Linked DNA regions of Gossypium hirsutum: region 2 is linked to region 1. Evidence: chromatin contacts called from public Hi-C data. All regions are on one chromosome and are shown on one strand. The core of a region is the stretch at or near the end of the contact, and the rest is flanking DNA. Distances in the headings are between cores, read along the strand shown.

Region 1 (6,152 bases), core at 2,142-4,641:
CTAAAATCCTTTAATGATATGTTAAATTTGAGTTTAAAAACATTTTAATCATATCAAAATAAGATGAAATCATTTAGAAACAGTGATTCAACTTAGAAATCTGAATTTCACTATTTTCAAGCTCATTTTTGACTTAAAACTTTAGATCCATAGAAATCTCATTATAAGTAAGAAAATCTTGATTTGTAAAAGCAACATACATAAAAATATCATCAAGAATCAAAGTCTAACCTTGATTGAAGAAGAAATTTGAGTTGAAGCTTTAATTGCTCGAAAAACTTTTGGAGAAGGATGAGGAAATTGAGGAAGAATTTGAGTGTTTTCTTTAAAATTGAGAGAAAATCTAGTGTTTGGGAGGTGAGAAAATCGAAAAGGTTTTATTGTTTGGAGAGAAATAAGTATAATTTTATGTTTGGAAAAAATTCAAATAAGAAGGATGAAGGAGGAAAAAACATGGGAAGGGGTTTTTATAGTTGAATAGAAGAACTTATTTTTAAAACTTGGTGCAATTGCATTTGGGAAACTTTCAAGTTTGTCCCTTTTACAAGTTAGACCCCTTTCAATTAAAAACCTTTTTTTCTTAAATCTTTTTTAAATCCGATTTTATTTTAAAAATTGTTTTAAGGAAAATAATTTTTGGTCACTTAACTTTAAATTCCCAAACCTAATTTTAGGCCCTCACTTTTCGAAAATAATTTAGGGATCCAAATCGAATACTCTATCTGCTAACCCGAAACCACTAGAACGAATTTTGGGATGTGAAATTTTATTCTCATCTTACCGCTACAACTGTGTTTGAATCTAAACACACACCCCCACCATTGTTTTTGATCTCACTACTATATTATCCAATTACATCACTACAGTAACTAATCTTACTGCCATCGCTATTTTTAACCTCATTAGAGGTAAGCGCATCGCCCATCCAAACTAAGCCTAAGCAAAGAGGAATTCATTCTACAAAAATAAGTTATCAAAATGTAATATATAGCATGTTAATAGCAAACATATCTAATAAACAATTATGTCATTTACATAAAAAAATAACCTAGAGAGGTAGAAATCAAATACCGCGATATTTATGTCAAATAAAAATTAGTAATAGCCATACCTTAATTGAAAAAAATATATGTTCGAAATATAAAAGTTGCTTACCAAATCTAAACTTTACCCATACTTATACAATGATATTCAAATATCATGAATAAAAACCATGATCCATTCTGAAATTAAAATTTTCAATATCCTTAACAACATATAAATATAACAAAACTAATCATAATTAATCACAAATATAATAATCTCAGCACAATTTCGAGTTTTTTCTCGACAATTTTGGTTTTCTTTTCTTATATGCAGTAGAAAACTGTTTTGGGTTTATAGGTATCTTAGTGTACATCATTAAAAATATGAGGTTAGTTAAACGATCAAGGAAAGAGGAATAAGGTGGTAAGACATTGGGTTGATTCCAATTGGATTTAAATTTCCTTTTTGAAGCACAGCTGAGATTGCTTTCATTGATTTTATTTACATACAAAATCTAAAATTTGAAGTCTAAGCATTGGGTTTCCTCCAAAGGATCCTAGGTTTGATCCTTGGGGAGGTTATAAGAAAGAAAGTTTTTATTTTTCTTTCTTTCTTTCTTTAGCTTAGAAGAGGATTTGTGAAAAAGAAACTCAAAATATATTGTAAAATAAAAATAAAGAAATAGTTAAAAAATAGAGGTGGAATATGAGAAAACGTATAAGAAGAAGTAGGAGGATAAAAAAAAGTATGTATTTTTATTGATTAATAGAAATGATTTATGGTCTATATTTATAAATAGAAAAAATATATATGACATAAAACTATATATCTAATAACTATTTGAAAGAATTCACTTGATAATAAAATATTGCTAACAGAAGAGTTAATATTTTAAGAATAATTAAATATCCCCGACAGTTATTACCAACCAAAGATATTTTGACACCGACCGACCACTGTTGGTTTCATTATTACAAATAAAGAAAGGGGATAATGATGTGTAAGATGTTGAGTCCACTCATCAAATTCATGCTCAAGTCTTTCTACGATTAGACCTGTCTCGGGACAAATATATGTATATTATTTATTATTATGAAAGTTTACAAATCTAGGTTCTTTTCTTACAATTTTGAATTATTTTTGTGAACTTGAGGTTGGACATCTTAACATAAAATAATAAAATTTGGCATCCCAGAATGAAAATCAATAATTTTGAAATACAACAATGCTTTTTATCTCCAAAAATTCTGAATATAAAAGTTAACAATAACCTCAACCCCTAAACAAAAATCTGGGCTCAACCCTATTATTATCTACATACGTGGTTCAATTATTTATTAGATTTATTTGCATCCACGTTTCAAGGACAAGTGTCCTCTTTCATTCAATTAAACAAACTTTATCATGCTTTCCATGGGCCCATTTCTACCATTGCATTTTCATATCTAAGAATACAGCCTACCTTATTATAAATAAATAAATAATCATGTAAATCATTTCATATTTACAAATGTATATGAAAACTAATATCTTATGCTCTAATATAATATTTAAAAAACATGTTAAATTGTTTATTTTTGAAAACCTGGTTCAGATTTATTTAGCACAAATATTATTCTTCAGAGTTTGAAGAATTATATTAAAAAAATTTAATAAGAAAGATATAATATATATGATTATTAAATATTAAATAAAATAATTATATTTAAAAAATGGTTGAACTTAAATACATTTAAGTTGGTCATTTGTAAAAGTGGACGGGCTTAAGCAAAATTTGAGAAATATATTTAAAGTTGAATTGAGATTGGACAACTATGAAGGATAGTGATCTCGTACCTATAAACCTTTATATCAAATTTAACCATTAATGTTTATATTTTTATCAACTTGACTTTTAGTCTTTTTTGGAGCTAAATCTAGCCATTCATCTTCAAAAAGAGTCAAATTACTTTTTTTTAATGAAAATATTGAATAAAATGTTAATTTGTTAACGATGTTAGTATGATAATCCGTAAATGGTATAACTTTATTTATCTCAATACATGTAGTAATAAAAAAACAAAAAGCAGGGTATCAGTCTGCCCAAGTAACAAAGGAATGGCTTTAGTAAGGGGGAAAAGGAGAGTTACTATGACAAAAACGTGAAAAGTGAAAGCTCCAAAATTTGAAGGGGGGGATGAAGGTTGTAGGGTGTTTCGGCATAAAATAATAAAAAAGTTACAGAAATAACCCTAGCCGGCAATTTGGACTAGAACCGAAAATTATTGTCCACAACACGGTCAACTGTCCCGTTAAACTAGTCGTTTTCGTAGCTAAAAAGTCTCGTCGTAACTGAAATTTAAAGGCTCACGTCCCAAAAATATCCAAAATAATTTTAAAAAAGATTTATCCAGCCAGCCTTCTTTTTTATTATTGTTTTTCATCGACACAAATTTATTTGTTTCTGTTTGAAGACAGATCATTATCATCACCATCATCGTCATCATCATCATGACCCAATTTTGCCCCAAAATGGTTAAACTCAACCTTAGACGCAGATTTCAGCGTCGCGTTTTGATTTTGCGACGCTGCATTCGTTGCTTTTGGGACCGCTTCCTCATGTGCTCCCTAGGGAAGCCCATTAAGACTCGGTATCGAATGTTATCCTCCACCTCCTCCTCCGTGCATCCACCGCCTTCCGCCTCCGTACGTCCTCCTCCTGTTTGTCACCATGGCCGCCATGATCATAAGGACTCGGATTTGGTTCCATTGAAGATCAGTCTCTTGGGTGATTCTCAAATTGGAAAAACTAGTTTTCTGGTTAGCCCCATTACCTTAATCTATTTTTACTTAAAGAATTTAATTGAATACCCTATTCAAATGCATATTTTGCCGTGGTTTTTGAAGATGAAATACATTGGAGATGAGAATGATGATGAACAAGAAGACAGTCAAGAGAAAGGGTTGAATTTGATGGATAAAACATTTTTTGTGAGTGGAGCAAGAATTTATTACAGCATCTGGGAAGTTGATGGTAATCCATTTCTTTTCTTTCAAAAAATTTCATGTTTTCCCTTTTACTTTTGCTTTCATGGCATCAGCAATCTATTCATTTTCTTTTCCGATTGAAAAACAGGGGTTGAGAAATTTCAGGATCATCTTCCCCTGGCTTGCAAAGACTCTGTAGCAATCCTTTTCATGTTTGATCTAACAAGCAGGTGTACTTTAAACAAGTCTGTACTCATATTATCCATTCCTATATCTCTGTACTCATATTATCCATTCCTATATCTCCATTTCAGTCGACAATGAGAATGAATTATTGTAATATTGCTTAATGGCTGCCCCTGCCACTTCAAATTGTGGGTAATATTCTAATTCAAATGGGGGTCTTTATTCTGTTGTTGCAGTGTAATAAGTTGGTATCAAGAAGCCAGGAAATGGAATCAGGTATTCACTTTCATTGCTTCTGTTCTAGGTTTCAAGATCTGTCACTATATGTTTGACGAAATGTCTCATTCTTATGAAAAACTTCGATTGTGCAGACAGCAATACTGATTATGATAGGAACCAAATTCGATGATTTCATTCAACTTCCCATAGATCTGCAGTGGACAATTGCTAGTCAGGTAAACTTTTACACAGTTCTTGTTGAACCTTTGAATCATTAGCCAAAATGTCCAAAAACATATTCCACTTGCTTTGGACAATTTTCAAAACAACCAAATCAATGTTTTATAATTAAAATTGGAGAACAAATGAAGTAAATCAAGGGACGAAAACACCCCTTTTTATGGAGATTGTTGTCTCTCACCCTTCACCAAATCCTGTCATCTAAATTTTATTGCAAGTGTTAAGATATTCGGCATACTGGTATAAGTACCATGGAGGCCCTTATATTAGGATTCGGATTGAATTTGGCCCCTCTACTAAAAAAATGAGCAAATTAGTATCAAAGAACAAATTAGTCCTCTAGTTAAAAATTTTATCCATTTTTATGGTTAAAAACTGGTCTTTGTATCTTGACATGAGGTACATGTGCAATGCTATGTGCACTTGTCTGGTTATTCCGTCAGCTATGCCTGTCAACTACGCCAGTTTTTAACAGTATAAATGATTAAAATTTGAACTGAAAGGATCAATTTTCTCTTTGATTTAAATGTACAGAGATTGATTTACTTATTTTTTGAGTAAAGGGGCAATCTAACTCTTAGTACAGGGGCTTCCATGATACTTTTACCTTGGAGTATCATACCTCATAATCATATCCTTATGTTAGAAAACAAATATCGAATACAAGTACTTTAGGGGCGAGTAACATAGATTTCAAGCACACCAACAATCCCTACATATGAAATGAGTCTTTCTCTTAGTTGTAGTTGGAATATGTTTATACCCTTGATTTGTTGTCCTGATTGCAATGCTCAATAAAGTTCGTTATTGTCTCTTAAGAATATTTTCTTAACTGGGTTCTTATTTATACGGCAATGACAGGCAAGAGCATATGCCAAGGCTCTGAATGCGACGGTGTTCTTTTCAAGTGCTACATACAACATCAATGTGAACAAGATTTTCAAGTTCATCACAGCCAAACTCTTTGACCTGCCTTGGACAGTGGAACGCAATCTTAACATAGGAGAACCCATCATTGATTTCTAAAACTTCCTGTTGTTGTAATGTAGATATATAGAGTTTCCAAAGAGATTGATCCTAAGCCAACCGGTCACCAGATTTTTATGTTTGGTGATGATTCGAGTTGTTCCACTGTGGGGAGAAAAGCCCATATTTAAGCAATGAATAGCATTTGAGTTGTTCAACAATTGTAACCCAAAAAAGACCCTACACGAAACGTATAGTGACCACAATTGGCATTTCTAAACAAAAATGCCTTGGAAGAAAGTAGAAGATCAGATTAAAAGAGAGGATTAAACATGAAAAAGAATGATGGCAATACTCTTCCAAGTTTTTAGGCCAGGTCGTCACCAGCTTGGCTTGCTCGGGTTTGGATAAAAAGAAACTATTTCATTTTCTTTTTATAATTAATATTTTTATTTAATTTGAATTTAATTATAAATATTAAAAAATTTAATTTATATGATATATTATACATGGATATGAGTTAGATGTTAGAAATATGGAATGAGAGA
Region 2 (6,753 bases), core at 2,130-4,629, 130 kb before region 1:
TGGCAATAAACAACAAAAAAAAATGTAGACAAATTCGAGCCGCGTCCGAGCTAAAAAAATCTTACCCAATGTCAACCCAATTAAAAAGCGGGTCTTATTTTTTTGTCTAAACCAATTTTTTGAGTCTATATTTTTAATTAAATTCTCTTACATTTTGAAAAGATGTTCAAGCTTGGAGAGAAGACTCTGGCTGAGGAAAAGTTGTAATCTAACCGCGTTGCAACAATCTTACAAGTTCCATCCATTCAGTCGCCATTTTGCTTGCATTTGTTGTATAAGTAGCATTTGCATTTGTTTTTAAATTAGGCTTCTAGCCATGTAAAAACTGTATTTACTTTGATAGATCCGAATCAAGTCTTCTTATGAGTGAAGGATTGCATCTAATTAATTTAGATGAAAAGAAATCTTTTTGTAGAAAAGCAAAGTAAATTGGATGCACACAGAGAATCAATCTAATTGGATGCTAAAGCTAAGAGGAATAAAACTTCACTTTAATATTAAGCAACAAAATTCAAAAGCATACCAAATAGTGAAAAGGAAGAGCTTTCCAGTTAAAGTTATCCATTATTAAATTTTTCTTCATTTTAATAATTTAATTTGAAAAAAGTTGTAGATTTAAATTTTAATATATTGAATTCAAAAAGTTGTTGAGGAGTGATTATAATTAAATAAAAATCAGAGAAATGTAAGGTTTAAGTTTCGCCATCTATTTCAATGTTAAGATTAACAAAAATTGTATAAATTAAAATTAAAATATTTATATTTAATAGTATATCATTGCCGATTGAATCTTAATTCGATTAACATTAGTATTGTTGTTAGTATAAGAGGACATGATGGTTCTAGGGATTATATAAAAAAAAGTGTATTGTTAAAAAATATAATGATTAGATTTATTTTTAATGTTTTTAAAATTATTTACAAATTTATTAATAATACATTTTAATAAGGTAGAGGTCTCCCTAAAATGGTGTCATTCCTATTTTGATCATTTTAATTTATTTTTTTCAATTTAGTCACTTTCATTAGAAAATTGACAAAAATGGCCACTAGCCATTAAAGCCTTAATGGATCATTGATTGGACCTAAATAAAGGAAAAATTATTCTTTTAGTCCATTTAAAAACTATAAATTTTCAGTTAACACCATTACTATACTCAAAAAATTTTAATTTTTTTATGCTTAAGCAAAGAAAAAGAGAACAATCTACTGTAGCTCCGCCCTTTATGATGTAGCCACCATCTCCACTCCTTCGTCTTTCACCCAAACAAGAAAATTTTGTCATGGCTTTTGTCCTAAAAAACATCACCATTGGTTCAGTACCTTCATATTCATTCTACTTTTATGGTATTACAGCTGAGTGATGTTATGGATAAGTGCCACGTGTGCAAATCTGACAGTTGTTTAGGGTGCAACCTTTTCTTGCAAAGTCAACAAAAAAGACGAAAATGGAGTTGCCGCTACTAATAAAACTAAAACTAAACATTTATTTTTATATAACTATTCATATGCACCATTTTTTCTTAATTATTAAGATGCACTTTTCTTTTGCTCATAGTTATCTCTCCCATAACTTCCTATTTTTATCAAAAATGGTAAATCACGAAGTCGCGTTACTTACAATTGCGGTTGCTGAAGATGCTGCAGCCTTATGTCAACTAGTAAAGTGTAGAATATTTAGGTAGGGGTCGATATATATATATCCGATCCGAGTCGTATTATAAAAGTTCCATAACTACTACAACTTGGTATTTGTACTGTTTAGATGATTGGTTTTGAAGTAATGTTAGTTTCATCCAAGATTAAAAGGGTACACTAACCTCTCAAAGTTGTCTAGATTAATTTTTTTTTCTTTTTTTTAGTTTGATTTAATTGGAATGTAATCATTATATAGTTTCAATGTTTAGGTTAATAAAAGACTTTGAATTTTAAAATAAAACCCTTAATACATATATTTTTGTGTGAAGAGTTATCATCTCCTTTTTGCTAGTCCCAATTGGTTAAGTTGTCAAGGGTTTAATAGCAAAATAATTATTTTGGTAAATTTTTCTAACCACAATGAATGTTAATATAAAAACCTTAATACAATTGCGAATTAGAATGTGTCAATAGAGTTAATAATGGGTACAATATGCTACACGATTTTATTAAATGTAAAATAAAATCTTATCTATTCTATTTTTATAAAAAGTTCATTACCAAATTCCTTATTTAAACAAGGTATATGAAAGTGTATTGAAGTGAATAAGAATGGATGGATAGAGTTTGTAATGGCTAGAATTTACATGATTTTATTAAATTTTAAAATAGAAATCTTATCTATGCATTTTCCCTCAACTCCTATGCACTACTGCCACCAAGCAACAACCCTCACCCATCTTTCATCATCTACCTTTCTAACCTCTCAGCTGACTCAAAATCAACTCCAAAATACTTTGAAATCTCAATATCCACAACACCCCTAATACTCGATGCTCATAAAAACACTCAATAAACCATGAACCATCAAGATAAAATAATAATAATAATAAACATCATCAACAAAAAAAAAAGAAACAAGAACTCAATTTGGCTTGGTTTGGGTTCATCTCTTGGTGATCTCACATGCTGACCAGGGGAGGAAAAGGAGGCCTAGAAATGTTAGTGGTCGGAAAAGACGACCTGAACGATGGTGCAACCATCCAAGAAGTAGCAACAATTGGCAGCTCTGACAACGCAATAGTGGACAACAACTAGGGTTTTTTGGAAAACGAAAAAGGAAAGAAAAGAAGAGAAGAGGGAAAAAAAATAGAGGAAGTGAAAGAATAAGTAGAGAGGAGACCGCCGGTGTTGCCAGTGGTCGGTGAGGGTGAATTGAAGATGTTGAAGCATCGTGTTTGGTGGTTCATGGGAGTTCGGGGTGTGTATTGTGGAGAGTGAAACTTGATAGAATTTATTGTTTTTTTTTAATATTTAAGATGGTAAATATTGGAGAATTAAATTTATTATATGGATAATATAAAATTTTATATATTTTTCGACCCTCAATTAAGAGTAAGTAAAGAAAGTAATTAAAATATTTAATTTTAAAAAATTAACTTATTAAATGAAAAATTAATTATACTTACCCTTTCCAATTGGATCCTCATTTAAAAAAATACTTTTAGTAGTTAGAGCAAAATATTTTTTAAGCTGATAGGTGGGATTTAAAACATTATTTATGAAAAATTAAAACAAAAAAAAATTAGAATTAGATTCTATGATTCCAAGCGTGTGAATCACGCACCTTTGTGCACGTAGAAACGAAACTTTCTTATTCTTTCATTAAAAAATAATGTACACTGGTGCATGCAATGCAAGTAGTACTAATAAATGATAAATCTATCTCTTTCCTAAATAAAGTCTTAATTTCTTTTTCTTTGAACTTTTTTTCTGAGCCAAGGAAAATTAGCAGTTCATTCATTGAATTTATTGTCTACCAATTATTCAAAGAAAAGTATAGTAATCTGTTTTGCTCCATTGGAAAAGACCAAATGCCTCTAAGAAGTTCAATTACCAGATGCCTTACGTCACTGTTTGTTTTAAACATGACTTCCACAAGTTCCAAATTCCATGTCTAAATCACATTTTTCTTACTTCCAATTTACTACTTTGCAACCATTGAATTTTAGTACTACTTTAGCTAGCTTTAACGCTCTTGACTCTTCCGTTCCAAACTCCCAAGTTTTTTTTCTTAATTATTATTTAAGTGTGAATTTTATTTTGCCGGTTGAGGTTGAGTTCTCTTATTGATTTTATAATCTAGGTATTAGTAAAAAAATTCATGCTTGGCTTTCTGTTATTAAGATTTTTTAACCCCAAGAATTCCTGACTGTAGACAAAGGCCAACTCTTTAAACAGATTAAGGGCAAAAAAGGGGGAGAGAGGCTCATTTTCATTCAAGTTGTTGGTTTTGATAGCTTTCAACAATGAAAAATCTTGGGTTTTCTTGGTTTTTTTGTTTGATGATATGGGTGACCCTTAATTGTCTTGTGGGTTGTCAGAAGCCTGGTGCTGTAAATGTTGGTGCTGTTTTCACTTTTGATTCTGTTATTGGTAGAGTTGCAAAGGCAGCAATGAAAGCTGCAATCTCTGATATCAATGCTACTCCCACTATTCTGAATGGAACTCGTCTTAATTTGATTGAGGCTGATGCTAATTGCAATGCCTTCTTGGGATCTATTGAAGGTAACTTGAATTCTGGTCTTTCATTCTTCCTTTTTTGCTGCTTAGAACTGTTATAATACATGGTTAATTTTAGCAGGCTTTGTTTTTTTTTTTTAATCACAATTTTAGTGAATATTTTGGATGGTGGGAAAAGTTATGATGTCTAATTCAGTTTTACTGTATATCTTCCTCCTTATGCTCTCTGTTCTAGGTTAACATGAATTTGTTTCTAGCTTTCCTTCAATTATATTCTAGCTTGATCATAATGAAATTGCTAAGCTTTTTAATCCTTCAATGAGCTCAGAAAGATGTCATATCTCTCTTGATCTTATGCTTTCTATGTGGTGTGATTTCCATATCTGGCAAAACGTCCCTCTGAGTCATGATATTCCTTCAAAAATTTTACTGCTAAGAATATTAAACAAAAACTAAAGTTGTTCTAAAACAGATTGAATCTTTGTTTTTTTGTCAGCTTATCAAGTAATTGAAAAAGAGGTGGTGGCTTTTATTGGTCCACAGTCATCTTCAATTGCTCATATGATTTCTGAAATTGCCAATGGTCTTCAAGTTCCACTTGTTTCATATGCCGCCACCGATCCAAGTCTCTCTGCTAAGCAATTTCCATTCTTTGTCCGAACTGTGCAGAGCGATTCCTACCAAATGAATGCTATGGCTTCTTTAGTTGATTTTTATGGATGGAAAGAGGTCATTGCTATCTATGTGGATAATGATTATGGGAGGAATGGGATATCTGCCCTAAATGATGAACTCAATAGGAGAATGGCAAAAGCTGTCTATAAATTGCCCTTGCCTGTACGTTTTACACAACATGACATCGTAACTGTTCTCAATCAATCTAGATTGCTAGGTCCTCGTGTTTATATTGTTCATGTTGACCCAGACCCTGGATTAAGAATTTTTGCCACTGCTGAAAAGCTTCAGATGATGAGCAGTAACTATGTGTGGTTTGCAACAGATTGGCTTTCTGCTACCATAGATTCATTTGCTCCCATGAATGGAACTGCTCTTAGTGTGCTTCAAGGGGTAGTTGGACTTCGCCAACATATTCCAGAGTCGAACCAAACGAAGGATTTTATATCTCGATGGAGAAAGATGCAGCAGCAAGGGTTGGTAAAATCAGAGTTGAATACCTATGGCCTTTGTGCTTATGACACGGTTTGGACAGTTGCACACTCAATCGACAAGTTCATAAATGATGGCAACAATTTCACATTTTCATTAAGTGTTAAGCTAAATGATTCAAAAACAACTCAAATGCATTTGGAGAAGCTTAAAGTTTTCGATGGTGGTGCTATACTACTAGATAATATATTGAACACAAGCTTCTCTGGTTTAACAGGTCCAGTTCGTTTTAATTCAGATCGAAACATTATAACTTCTGGTTATGATGTCATCAATATTGACAAGATGGCTGTTCATATCGTTGGTTTCTGGTCTAACACCTTTGGTTTCTCAGTTTCTCCCCCAGAAACCCTTCAAGGGACAAAAAATAGGCATTCTGAGATAGAACAGAAGATTGGCAAAGTTGCTTGGCCTGGTGGAAAGACCAAAGCACCTCGCGGCTGGGTGATTGCAGATGATGAACATCCGTTGAGAATCGGAGTGCCTTATAGAGCCAGTTTCGTTGATTTTGTTACAAAACTGAATGGTAGCCATAAAATTGCAGGATACTGTATCGATGTGTTCACTGAAGCACTGAAATTTGTCCCGTACAATGTTCCTTACAAATTTGAGCTTTTTGGGGATGGTCAGTCCAATCCTAATTATGGTCAGCTCGTACAGAGGGTTGCAGATGATGTAAGTATGACCTTGATTTACCTAATTCCTTCACACCAAAATGTCATAAATCCATAGGGGCAAACATCTCTTTTTATTTTACTTTATTTTATCACGTGCTCTAGATGTTTCTTTCATGACAAAAGACGAGGGACAACTAATCAGTTGCATGGTTAAACCTTAGTCCAATAAGTGATAAATAGCATGATTCCACACAAATCTAAAGGTCTTGCACTGTGCAGAGGTATGTTTGTTTATAGATAGAGCTTGTACATCGTAATCAATTTGTAAAATTATGGTACCAGGTGTTTGATGCAGCTGTTGGGGACATTGCAATTGTGAAGAACCGGACGAAAGTTGTGGATTTTTCTCAGCCTTATATAACTACCGGTCTTGTCATAGTAGCTCCAATTCACAATACAAAATCAAGTGCTTGGGTATTTCTAAAACCTTTTACGGCAGACATGTGGTGTATGACTGCAGGTGGTTTTTTCATAATTGCTTTTGTTATTTGGATTCTCGAGCATCGAGTCAACGATGCTTTTCGTGGTCCTCCTAGGAGGCAACTTGTGACTATGTTTATGTAAGTTATTGCTATGTTTCAGAGAATTATAGCTAATATCTTCTCACTTTGGGCACTCAACAAGCCCATGCCTGCCTAATTCTAATATCTTCCATTCATTTACTATTGCAGGTTCAGCTTCTCAACGCTGTTTAAGACAAACCGTAAGGAAACATTGGCTCACTAGCTTATTTCATTTGAGAAATTTT

What was found. A called contact is a pair of places that touch in the nucleus more often than the background predicts.
Region 2: a contact with region 1 is called in a Hi-C map of leaf, with 2.2 times the contacts expected there. The contact joins the promoter of LOC107920113 here to the promoter of LOC107918422 in region 1. A contact is called at or near these places in 2 of 34 Hi-C or Micro-C datasets (both in leaf).

The regions. Positions count from the first base shown.
Region 1 is chrD13:19,939,447-19,945,598 of Gossypium_hirsutum_v2.1, reverse strand. LOC107918422 (septum-promoting GTP-binding protein 1) reads left to right here and starts at 3,391. Exons shown (of 6, transcript XM_016847984.2): 1 at 3,391-3,825; 2 at 3,913-4,039; 3 at 4,142-4,223; 4 at 4,416-4,455; 5 at 4,551-4,634; 6 at 5,500-5,825. The coding sequence starts at 3,517. The coding sequence ends at 5,664.
Region 2 is chrD13:20,070,186-20,076,938 of Gossypium_hirsutum_v2.1, reverse strand. LOC107920113 (glutamate receptor 3.7) reads left to right here and starts at 3,379. Exons shown (of 6, transcript XM_016849642.2): 1 at 3,379-4,206; 2 at 4,658-6,003; 3 at 6,288-6,565; 4 at 6,677-6,708. The coding sequence starts at 3,948.